2 separate regions of the Sus scrofa genome follow, and region 1 is linked to region 2. The links are chromatin contacts, called in public HiChIP or PLAC-seq maps. All regions are on one chromosome and are shown on one strand. Each heading gives the region's core, a stretch centred on a gene start, on an enhancer-like site or on the middle of the called end of the contact. The rest is flanking DNA. Distances are from core to core; before and after follow the strand shown.

The links. HiChIP or PLAC-seq counts read pairs in DNA pulled down with a chosen protein or histone mark.
Region 1: a contact with region 2 is called in an H3K27ac HiChIP or PLAC-seq map of alveolar macrophages. The contact joins two enhancer-like sites. A contact is called at or near these places in 1 of 5 promoter capture datasets (fetal skeletal muscle), 1 of 47 Hi-C or Micro-C datasets (embryonic fibroblasts) and 1 of 2 datasets of contacts at active chromatin or transcription factors (alveolar macrophages).

What each region holds. Positions count from the first base shown.
Region 1 is chr9:55,735,866-55,741,364 of Sscrofa11.1, reverse strand. FLI1 (Friend leukemia integration 1 transcription factor) reads right to left here. Exons shown (of 10, transcript XM_021063122.1): 7 at 255-320. Among named protein-coding and RNA genes, the nearest start is that of KCNJ1, 74 kb to the left of the region's middle. Within about 2 kb of position 3,619, at least 6 of the 83 cell types and tissues checked have an H3K27ac peak or open chromatin away from gene starts, as enhancers often do. A contact at or near this core is called in alveolar macrophages, where this site is marked.
Region 2 is chr9:55,602,942-55,607,831 of Sscrofa11.1, reverse strand. No RefSeq gene overlaps it. Among named protein-coding and RNA genes, the nearest start is that of FLI1, 7.5 kb to the left of the region's middle. Within about 2 kb of position 2,616, at least 6 of the 83 cell types and tissues checked have an H3K27ac peak or open chromatin away from gene starts, as enhancers often do. A contact at or near this core is called in alveolar macrophages, where this site is marked.

The sequences.
Region 1 (5,499 bases), core at 2,370-4,869, 130 kb before region 2:
GTCCTGAAAAATCTTCCAACTTCAAAAATTCTAAAACCAAATACAAGGAAACCAAACTCAAAGGTCTGAGTGAAAAGCCCCTACCCCTCAAGGACCCGGGAACACTGATAGGTCCTACACTGGCCATTCATGTTGATGTCCACTCCAAAAGCAGGACAACAAAGTGCCCACTCCTGTGCCTCCTTTACTCCTCTTCTCCACCCCGTCCTCAGAACAAGGTCTTCCTCCCAAAGAAGAGAATGGCATTTACTTACTTTTGTTGAGGCCAGAATTCATGTTGTTGCCCCATCCTCCTCTCCTGACCGAGTCATAGGAAGGGTCTAAGGGAAACAGCAAGCAAAGGTACATCAGCATCTCCTGCTCTTCAGAAACCTTGCATGAAGATGACCTTTCAGCCATCAGGAGAAATTACATTTAACGCAGCAATAACCTTTTAGGAGTTCCCGTCGTGGCTCAGTGGTTAACGAATCCGACTGGGAACCATGAGGTTGCGGGTTCGATCCCTGGCCTAGCTCAGTGGGTTAAGGATCCGGCGTTGCCGTGAGCTGTGGTGTAGGTCGCAGATGCGGCTTGGATCCCATGTTGCTGTGGCTGTGGTGTGGGCCGGCAGATACAGCTCCAATTGGACCCCTACCCTGGGAACCTCCATCTATATGCCGCGAGTGCGGCCCTAAAAAAAAAAATAAAATAAAATACCACTCAATAACCTGGTAAGCATCGCTAAATTCTGGAAGTGTACACTTCACGGGGGCAAAGGAAGCTAAGTGGAATGAACAGGGACACTGACAGGGAACCAAAGAAATGGAAGGAAGCCTGGATTTGAAATCATTGGGTTGGTTCGAGTTCTGGCCCTTCCCTCAGGTTTGTTGTGAGACCTTGGTTGAATCAACACATCCTTGTGCTGGGAGTTCCCAGTGTGGCTCAGCAGTAAGAAACCCAACTAGTATCCATGAGAATGTGTGTTCGATCCCTGGCCTCACTCAGTGGGTCTACGATCTAGCATTGCTGTGAGCTGCAGCATAGGTCATAGATGAGGCTCGGATCTGGCATTGCTGTGGTTGTGGTGTAGGCTGGTAGCTACAGCTCTGATTTGACCCCTAGCCTGGGAACCTCCAGAGGCTGTGGGTGCCGCCCTATTCAAAAAAAAAAAAAAAAAAAAAAAGGAGTTCCCGTCGTGGTGCAGTGGTTAACAAATCTGACTAGGAACCATGAGGTTGTGGGTTCGATCCCTGGCCTTGCTCAGTGGGTTAAGGATCCAGCATTGCCATGAGCTGTGGTGTAGGTCGCAGACGTGGCTCGGCTCCCGTGTGGCTGTGGCTCCGGCGTCAGCCGGTGGCTACAGCTCCGACTGGACCCCTAGCCTGGGAGCCTCCATATGCCGCAGGAAGCGGCCCTAGAAAAGGCAGAAAGACAAAAAAAAAAAAAAAAAAAAAAAAAAAGACATCCTTGGGCATCAATGTTTTAAAATATGAAAGCGAAAGTTCACAGGATTTATCTACCCTACAAGATTGTGCTAATGTTATTACCTGAATGTCTGTGTGCCCTCCCCCAATTCATACGTCGAATTCATCACACCCCAGTGTGATGATGTTGGGAGGTGGGGTCTTTGAGAATAAGTCATGAGAGTAGAATGGGATTAGTGCCCGTAGAAGAAGAGGTCACAGAGGTAGCTCGCCTGCTTCCTGCCATGTGAGGGCACAAGAAATTAGCCGTCTGCTACCCAGAAGGGAGCCCTCACCAGAACCTGACCATGCTGGCACCTTATCTCAGACTCCTCACCTCTAGAAGGTCAAGAAGTACATTTCTGTAGTTTCTAGCCCCCAGCCGATGGTACCTTGTTACAGCAGCCTTAAAGGACAAAGAGGTCATACTCAAATGGGATAACATATGCAAGCAGCTTATAAGGTATTTTATAAATATAAGCTATGTTTAGAAAGAAAAAATGTCCAAAACCATGTGGGAAAGCGCTTCTTTTTTGCTTTTTAGGGCCACATTTGTGGCATATGGAAGTTCCCAGGCTAGGGGTTGAATCAGAGCTACAGCTGCTGGCCACAGCCAAAGGCACAGCAACATCAGATCTGAGCCTTGTCTGCGACCTACACCACAGTCATAGCACCGAGGGATCCTAGCCACACAGCTCACAGCAACGCTGGATCCTTAATCCACTGAGCGAGGCCAGGGATCGAACCTGCATCCTCATGGATCCTAGTCGGGTTCGTAAACTGCTGAGCCACAAAGGGAACTCCCTCGGAAAGAGCTTTAAGCAGCTCTGCACAGACAGGTAAGGTCCAGATTAAAGGTTCACTGGGAGAATGTCTCACAGCCCCGGCCATGGGGCCCCGGGCAGCGGCGCCAGCCCTCACTCCAGCACACTGATGCTGTGGGCACATCACGGGGTCTCCTCGGTCTCTCATGCTTTTCCATTGAGAGTGGATGACCACAGAGAAAGGAAAAAAGGCCAGAGGTGTGGCTGGACCGAGAAACAAAGAGCTGGAGAGATACTTCCCGCCTGGAAGTGCTCAGAAGGCTCCAGATGGCCTTGGCGGACGCCCCATTGATTCTGAGCAGTCATGATCCCAACCACTCTCTTGAAAGAATCCACATGTCCCCATAACCATGTTCAGAAATTGTTTCACTGACTGGCTGGAGACTGGAAACTCTTTTCCTTTCTCATGGTGGGAGTCCCGTTGAGACATGGAGCAGGAATAGCAGAGGAGCTTAAGGATACAGAATTATGACTTTCAAAGTCTTTCTACGGACAACAAAGCAACCATAAAAACCACGCGCACAAATGGAGCGCAAACCTCATCAAACAATGGTCAGACGGGGCGAAACGCAAACCAGCCTCTTCTGAGCCCCTCAGACAAATTAGAAGAACAGCAAAGATGGACTGGCCTGTTCTCATGGTTTCTGGCTAAGAGGAACCAAAAGACAGGACCAATTTTCTTGTGGAAAAAATCCACGTGCGGATGCACATTCCTCCTGGCTCTGGAAAAGCCAGTGCACTTTTAAAATTACAATCTTTAGCAATTGGCATGAAAAGCAAAACAGAAAGTGAAGGGGATGGAATTGGGAAGAGGGGAGGGACGGGGGCAAAAGAGAGACAAAGCTCGGCTCATCTGAGCTGTCTGTTTTTATTTCTATTTGACGTTTTTTTCCCCTCACGGTTCCCCCTGCAAATAGAGTCTTCTGCTAGCCCCCAAACCAAATAAAACAAAAACAAAGAACCCAGGGTGTTTGTGTTTACAAGCTTGGGGTGCAACTGACTTTCTCATGGATATTTGCCGGGCTGTCAGGTCAGCAGCATGTGTTCAAGGCCAGGGGACCCTCAGGGAAAGGCCAAGTTCTTCTAAGATGTTTCTTTGGTGGGTGGGTGGCAGTGGTTGGGGGGAGATGCCGGTTAGGCCTCCAGTAATTTATTTGGGACTGATTTCTGCAGTGTATTGTGTGTTTGGCCACCGAGTGGATGAGAGATAATATGAAAAAAGCTCCCTGTCCTTGCCTTTACACATGAGACAATAGCAGAGTGGGAGGAAGCATAGGTCATGTGCCAGTGGCATGCCAGAGGAAGTTAAGGGAGGAGAGGTAAGTGTCACTGGGGCCTTGTGACCTGAGTGAGGCCTCTTTGGCAAGCACATGGCAGAAGCTGTGGTGGGATATGAACGTGACAGATAGGAGGCAACCACATATGGGACTGTGGGGCTACAGCCGAGGGAAGCCGGCTGGAACAGAGGGCTGATGCCAGGCTCAAGTCCATGTTGACAGCCGGTCAGCAAACTTAACGGCCCTGGGTTCCAGGCAATGGAAACCGGGAGAGGTTTGGGGCCTGAGGCAATACTGTGAAAGCAGGGTGTGGCGGAGAGGGCAGCTTGGCGTGTGCGTGGGATGGATGGAGTGCTGGGGGAGGAAGGTGCATCAAGCAGGAACAGAACAGAAAGTGGAATAGAAAGTGACCAATTCATGCAAAAAGAAAAAGCAACTCACTGTGTTCCAGGAATTGGTGTGTGTTATCTCAGGTTCTGACTGACTGCACTGATAAGATCTCTGACTCAAACAGTTTTAATTTTTTTTCTTTTGCTTTTTAGGGCCACACCTGAGACATATGGAAGTTCCCAGGCTAGGGTTTGAATGGGAGCTGCAGCTGCCAGCCTACACCACAGTCATAGATAGCAACGCCAGATCCGAGCCGCGTCTGCGAATTACACTACAGCTCACGGCATCGCTGGATCCTTAACCCACTGAGTGAGGCCAGGGATCAAACCCACATCCTCATGGATATTATTCAGGTTTGTTACTGCTGAGCCACAGTGGGAACTCCCTATGATCAATTTTTCTACTCAATCCTTAGTCTATAGGAGGCTTCCATTCTCTCTGGAGACTATGGCATACTCATTCAGAAGAACCTTTTTTTTAAAAGCTCAAATTATGGGAGCTCCTGTTGTGGCTCAGCCGAAATGAATCTGACTAGCATCCATGAGGTCGCAGGTTCAATCCCTGGCCTCATGTAGCGGGTTAAGGATCCGGTGTTTCCATGAGCTGTGGTGTAGGTTGCAGATATGGCTCATATCTGCGTTGCTGTGGCCGTGGTGTAGGCTGGCAGTTACAGCTCTGATTCCACCCCTAGCCTGGGAATCTTCATGTGCCGTAGGTACAGCCTTAAAAAGACCAAAAAAAAAAAAAGATATTAAGCTCAAATTATGGCTTTGGTGATATTGACTTCTTATCAACTTTTCTTCTTTGTCTTTTATTCTAACTCTGGGCAGCACAGGCATCCAAGAGGTACAGAATGGCTGGATACATTCCCTCTAACCCACAGAGGGTGGGTGTGGCTAGATTTTTTCCTAATCCTAAGTGCCCAATTGTGTCTGAAGTCCATGCCTTAAGAAGAGTCTGGCAGCTCCATCTTTCCCGAGATGTCTCCAGGCATGAGGAGGGCCACGGAGCTGGGGGCATGCAATCCCCCTCAGGCCTGCCTCAGGGAAAAGCCCAGCTGACGGGGCTTTTGAAGTCCCAACCAATCCTCAAGTCCTCTAGTAGGTAAAAAGGAAGGGACAGAAACAGAGAGGCTACCAGTGATCAGCCTGAACCAGCCTCAACGCCTCCTGTGGCGTTAACAGAGCAATAAACAGCAGTGGGCCATGCTGTAAGCCAGCGTCTTTAGGCAACAGTCTCAGCACAGAGGGTGGAATCAGGGCAGCAGAAGCCACAGGCTCCCTGCCACTTGCTCCTTCATTCCTACCTATTTGCATGGAAAATCCTGCCACTGGCTCCTGAGTCCACAAAGGACACCTGGGCCCATTTACTGAGGAGCTTGACAAATGCTCTCTGTGGGCACTGGAGTTTGTGTAAGATTCTTTCATTTTCTCCAGATATATGCCCAAGAGTTGGCAAACGTAAGATTTAAATGAAAGCCAGTGCTTTTGGAGTAAGTCCCACTGCAAGGACAAAGCTGAGATGGAGAAGGCCAAGGTTAAGAGCTAACGTCTGGCACTCTGCCTT
Region 2 (4,890 bases), core at 1,367-3,866:
TCCTGGGAGATGATTTCCATACCTGTTCCTGTTGAAATTCTGCGGAATGTTTCCTTTGTAATAATTCCGCTGTGATTCCACATTGCGTGATGTTTTTTATGATTGAGTGTAGTAATTTATCCATATATCTGTTAATTCATCCATTCCCTTTCAGGGACCAGGGGCTGAGGAGAGAGAACGGACCATGTAAAGGACATTTGTGGTAACACTCTGCTAAGGTTTGCAAAGAATTGGTAACTAAAGGATTCAAAACATTTGCAATGAATGGTACAGCTGGTCCATCCATGGCAACTTGGAGGTAGAAGATCAATGGGTTAGTTGAGGAGTTCCCGACGTGGTGCAGCAGAAACAAATCTGACTAGGAAGCATGAGGTTGTGGGTTCGATCCCTGGCCTCGCTCAGTGGGTTAAGGATCCGGCGTTGCCGTGAGCTGTGATGCAGGTCGCAGATGCAGACGTTGCTGTGGCTCTGGTGCAGGCCAGAAGCTACAGCTCCGATTCGACCCCTAGCCTGGGAAGTTCCATATGCCATGGGTGCGGCCCTAAAAGGACAAAAAAGACCAAAAAAAAAAAAAAAAAGTGTTAGTTGAAAAAAAAAACCTAACAACACTTAAGGACACCGCTGAGAAAAATGCCACGGAAGAGAAAGTGGACTCACTCTGGCTGCTGAAGACAGAACAGAGCAGTGTGATCTGAAGCGTAGATGCTGTAGTCTTTGCCCCCTTCCTTCCTTGATGACCCTGATTTTAAAAAGAGAGAAGAAAAAACCCAGACAAAGGTCAAAGTGGGCTAATGCCAGTTCTATTTGACATGAAGGTCTTTGGGCATCTTTTTTTTAACACTTGTATTTTTCAAAATTAGCATATAGTTGATATACAGCATTGTGCCAAGTTCTGCTCCACAGCAAAGTGACCCAGTCATCATGTATATACATTCTTTTTCTCATACTATATTCCATCATGTTTTATCCCAAGAGAGTGGATATAGTTCCCTGGGCTATACAGTAGCACCTCATTGCTTACCCCTTGTCAATGTCACCGTTTGCATCTACCAACCCCAAACTCCCCATCCATCCCATTCCCTCCCCACTCCCCTTTGGCAACCACAAGTCTGTCCTCTAGGGCATCTTTTTTTAATATAGGAAATGGTTGAGTGAGGAGAAGTATAAACAATATTCCTCATACTGATGCCTGAGGATGGTCTTTTGAGAACTGAGCGGATTTTGGCCAAGCGCTGCCAACTCCTAGAGGAAAAAGATGCTATGTACAACCTGCCTGACCAAATAATGGTCTGATGTGTCATTATTATTATTTTGGTGACCTTCAACTTTGACAGACAGGGGACAAGGGACAGCCGGGCCCTGGAGAGAGCCCGGTCACTCGGTATCACTTCAATGCACTTCGCAGCTGAACAAAAAACAATGTACCCCCACTTAACACAATAAACACTTGGGACTCACTGCCTGCCTGGTGAGTTCCTCTGAGGGAACCTGGTTTTCCTAGATAAGAGATCAAAAGTGGAGAGCATGTTTTCATTTTCTGGGTGAATGTTTTTCAATCAGATTTTGCGAAATAAGATGTCTCCTAGACTTGAGGCTTGAGGGCAAGAGGGACATAGATTTCTTACGCATTCTAATTTTGCTTTTGAGAAGATCAGACTGGTGTGTGGCCAGTCGCAGTACTTGACTCCGAAATTCTCATTGTTTCAGCATGATCATTAGTACTGGTAGGGAAAGAGGAGGTAGTTATATGTTACTCAGTGCAGCCTGTGTGCTGCTCCTTTGGGTGGTGACTTTGGTTCTATTTTACAAAAGTTGGAACAGAAGGGGTGATGTGGAGTGGACCTTGAAGAGACAGGGCTCTCCTTCAAGTGTATGATTTTTCCCCCTACCCCCCCCTGCTGCCCCCATGTTAACCCCTCCCTTGAGTTCTGACCAGAGAGTTAGCTGACCTGGGTGACGACCAGAGCTTGCTGGATTTGAATCGAGCCAGTTTCACGCATCCTTTACTAACTCAGCTAGCCACCTCTGCTGGCTGGCTTGTCCTTTCGTGGTCCCTAGCCTTTTCATTCCACTAACTTTTTAGACAAGTGGCACCAGCCGTAAAAATTCAGAGCCAGGAAGCAGTGTGCGCACTGAATATTTCATGTGTCAGCTGGCCAAGGGTCACATGGGCACCATGGCTTTGGTGACTAGCTTGGGGACGAGATATCCCAATCTTTTTACAGCGCCCCCAGGTGACTGCAGTGTGCAGACACAGTGGAGAGGCAGCCTTCATTTCGCGAGGCACCGATACCACCCCCAGTGAAAATTCAACAAGTCGCTGGGCTCTGCTCCCTTGCAAAGACCCACCAGGGTGGATGATGAGGGCATTTTTCAGTTGGGCAGTCCTTTCGATCTGGAACCAAACTGAATTTCGGCCTACGCCTCCAGCAGAGACACGGGTCATCGCCGTGGGGCCCAGAACCCAGAGGCGATAAGCACTTGCAATCTTGAGTGCTTATCTCCCCCTGGATCTGGCCTTCTTGCTTTTATAAAGGAAATCGGGAAATCTCGCCGCAACAGGCTTTCCTGTGAGGAGGCTGGCATTTCCTGCCTGCCCCACTGGGGACAGAAATGGAGCGAACACACTGCTGACGTGCAGCTGCTCACCAGCTCCTTCATATGGGCTGGGGCGGGAAAAGTGGGCATCCAACCAGACCAACACTGGTGTGCGTTTGAGCTACAGGGATGGTTATTTTCTGGACGCATTTTCTATACAGCGTTCTTACACATGGAGTAAGAAAAACAAAATCCACAGTTCCTTGCTTGAATGCACCCATGTACGCTCACTCACACATGTGTGCAGAGTGAATATTCAACTGATATTACCTGATGGACCTGAAGGACTTCTGACAAACGAGGTACCATGAAACCAGTAATTCTTTTTTTTTTTTTTTTGGCTCTACGTGCACCATGCAGAGATTCCCCAGCCAGGGATCCAGCCTGTGCCACAGTATTGACCCCAAGTCATAGCAGTGAGCAAGCTGGATCCTGAACTTGCTGAGCCACAGGGGGAACTTCTAAACTGGTGATATTAAAATTGTCACATGGTAATGCACTGGGGAAAGTTATATAAAGTCCATGGCTTCGCAGTTTTCAAGTTTTGTAAACAAATCTTGCTTCTGGAAAGAGAATTTCCTTCCTCCACCTTGCACGTTTCTCTTAAATTTTAGTTCAATCTTTATATGTGTGCCATTGACAAGGTCATCTGTGCTCATAAACTTTTCACATGTGACTTCGGTCAAAAGAAAGACACAAGTGCAGGTGGAAACCTTGATCTTGTTCTACTAGGATCGCATTGGCACGATCTATTTCATATAGCACTGAGAGTCATATGTGATCCGAAAGGACCCTAGAGAGATTCATACTCGATTTCCAGGAAGAAACAGAATCTGATACAGAAATGACCCTTTTTTATGACAATATTTAAATATTTTATTTCAGTAAGTGACACGAGCATTGTTATCACCATCTTTTACTTGCTGAAAACTGACTCACATGTCAGAAACCTGAGTCTCTTAGAATCATCTTTTAGACATTATCTAAGTAATGTATTTTAGACGTTATCTGAGTCATTACATAAGCAATTTGTCAAACCTTGTAGGGTGAACCACAGGGCCTGGCTAGAACCCAAGTCTTTTAACTTTTAATCTCCCATTTCCTTGTTGAGTTTCTATCCACATGTCCCATGAAATAGATTCATTTTCCATCTCCTTTAGGTGGTGGTGAGGTTGGAATTCGCAATGCCAGTTTATTGATTTCATAACTCCCTTCTCTCCTCCCATGTTTGAAACATCCAAGGTAGATATGTCCCTTCTCTTCATCCCCAGAGGAAAAGTTGCAGAGGCAGTAGAGACGTAGTTTATGCAGCCCTCCCCCTAATGTTCTCATATCACATAACCATGGCATGATGATACACACGTAGCATTAGTACAGTAGCAGTGACAATCTATAGACTGTTTGAATGTCATCGGTTTTCCTGCAGCATCCTTGTTCTGCTCCAGGGTCCAGTCCAGGACCCACAAGGCACTGAACCATCAGGGGTCCTTAGCCTCTTCTATCTGTAGTAGTAACTCAGTCCTTCCTTCTGTTAAATGATCTTGACATTTTGGAAGAGCATTGGTAGGGTCTTATGTAGGACGTCCCAGAAGGAATTTGTCTGAAGTTTTCTCATGATTAGATTGATGTTATATATTTTTGGGAAGAACACACAGAAGTGAGATGCCTTCTGCCGCACATCGTTCTAGAGGATCCATGACATTGACTTGTCTTCTCTTCTTACTAGAAGGTGTTGACCTTGAACACTGGTCAAAGTGCTATTGGCCAAGATACTCCCTTATACAGTCATTATTTTTTTTTCCTTTGTAATTAAGAAGAATCTGAAAGGGGGGCAGGGACACTTTTCAATTAGCAGGTATTTTGGGGGGAAATACATGGAGAACTTACTCTTTTGTTCAGTGATTTTAGCATTCATAGCTGGAGTTTACCTTGAGCAATAATTACTGCGGTGCCCTAATGGTGATTTCACTCAGTTCACTACATTTCTTAATCTGAGTTTTTGTTAAGAAAGACTTGTCCCTTCTCCTCCCTCTCTGATTTCCCTTTCTTTCTCTCTCTCCTCTCTAGTCCTTCTTTCCTCCCTCCCTCCTTCCTTCCTTCTTCCCTCACTTCCTCCCTTCTTCCTTCTATCTTTCTTCCTCCCTTCCTTGCTTCTTTACTTCCTTCCTTCCCTATGGACTTGTGGGGATTTATTTTATCCTTGGATTGTAATTCATTACTACCAATGTATTCATTATTTTTTTGTCTCAGATTGGCCCACTTGGGCCATCGGAAGCTTTTTCGGGTTGACTC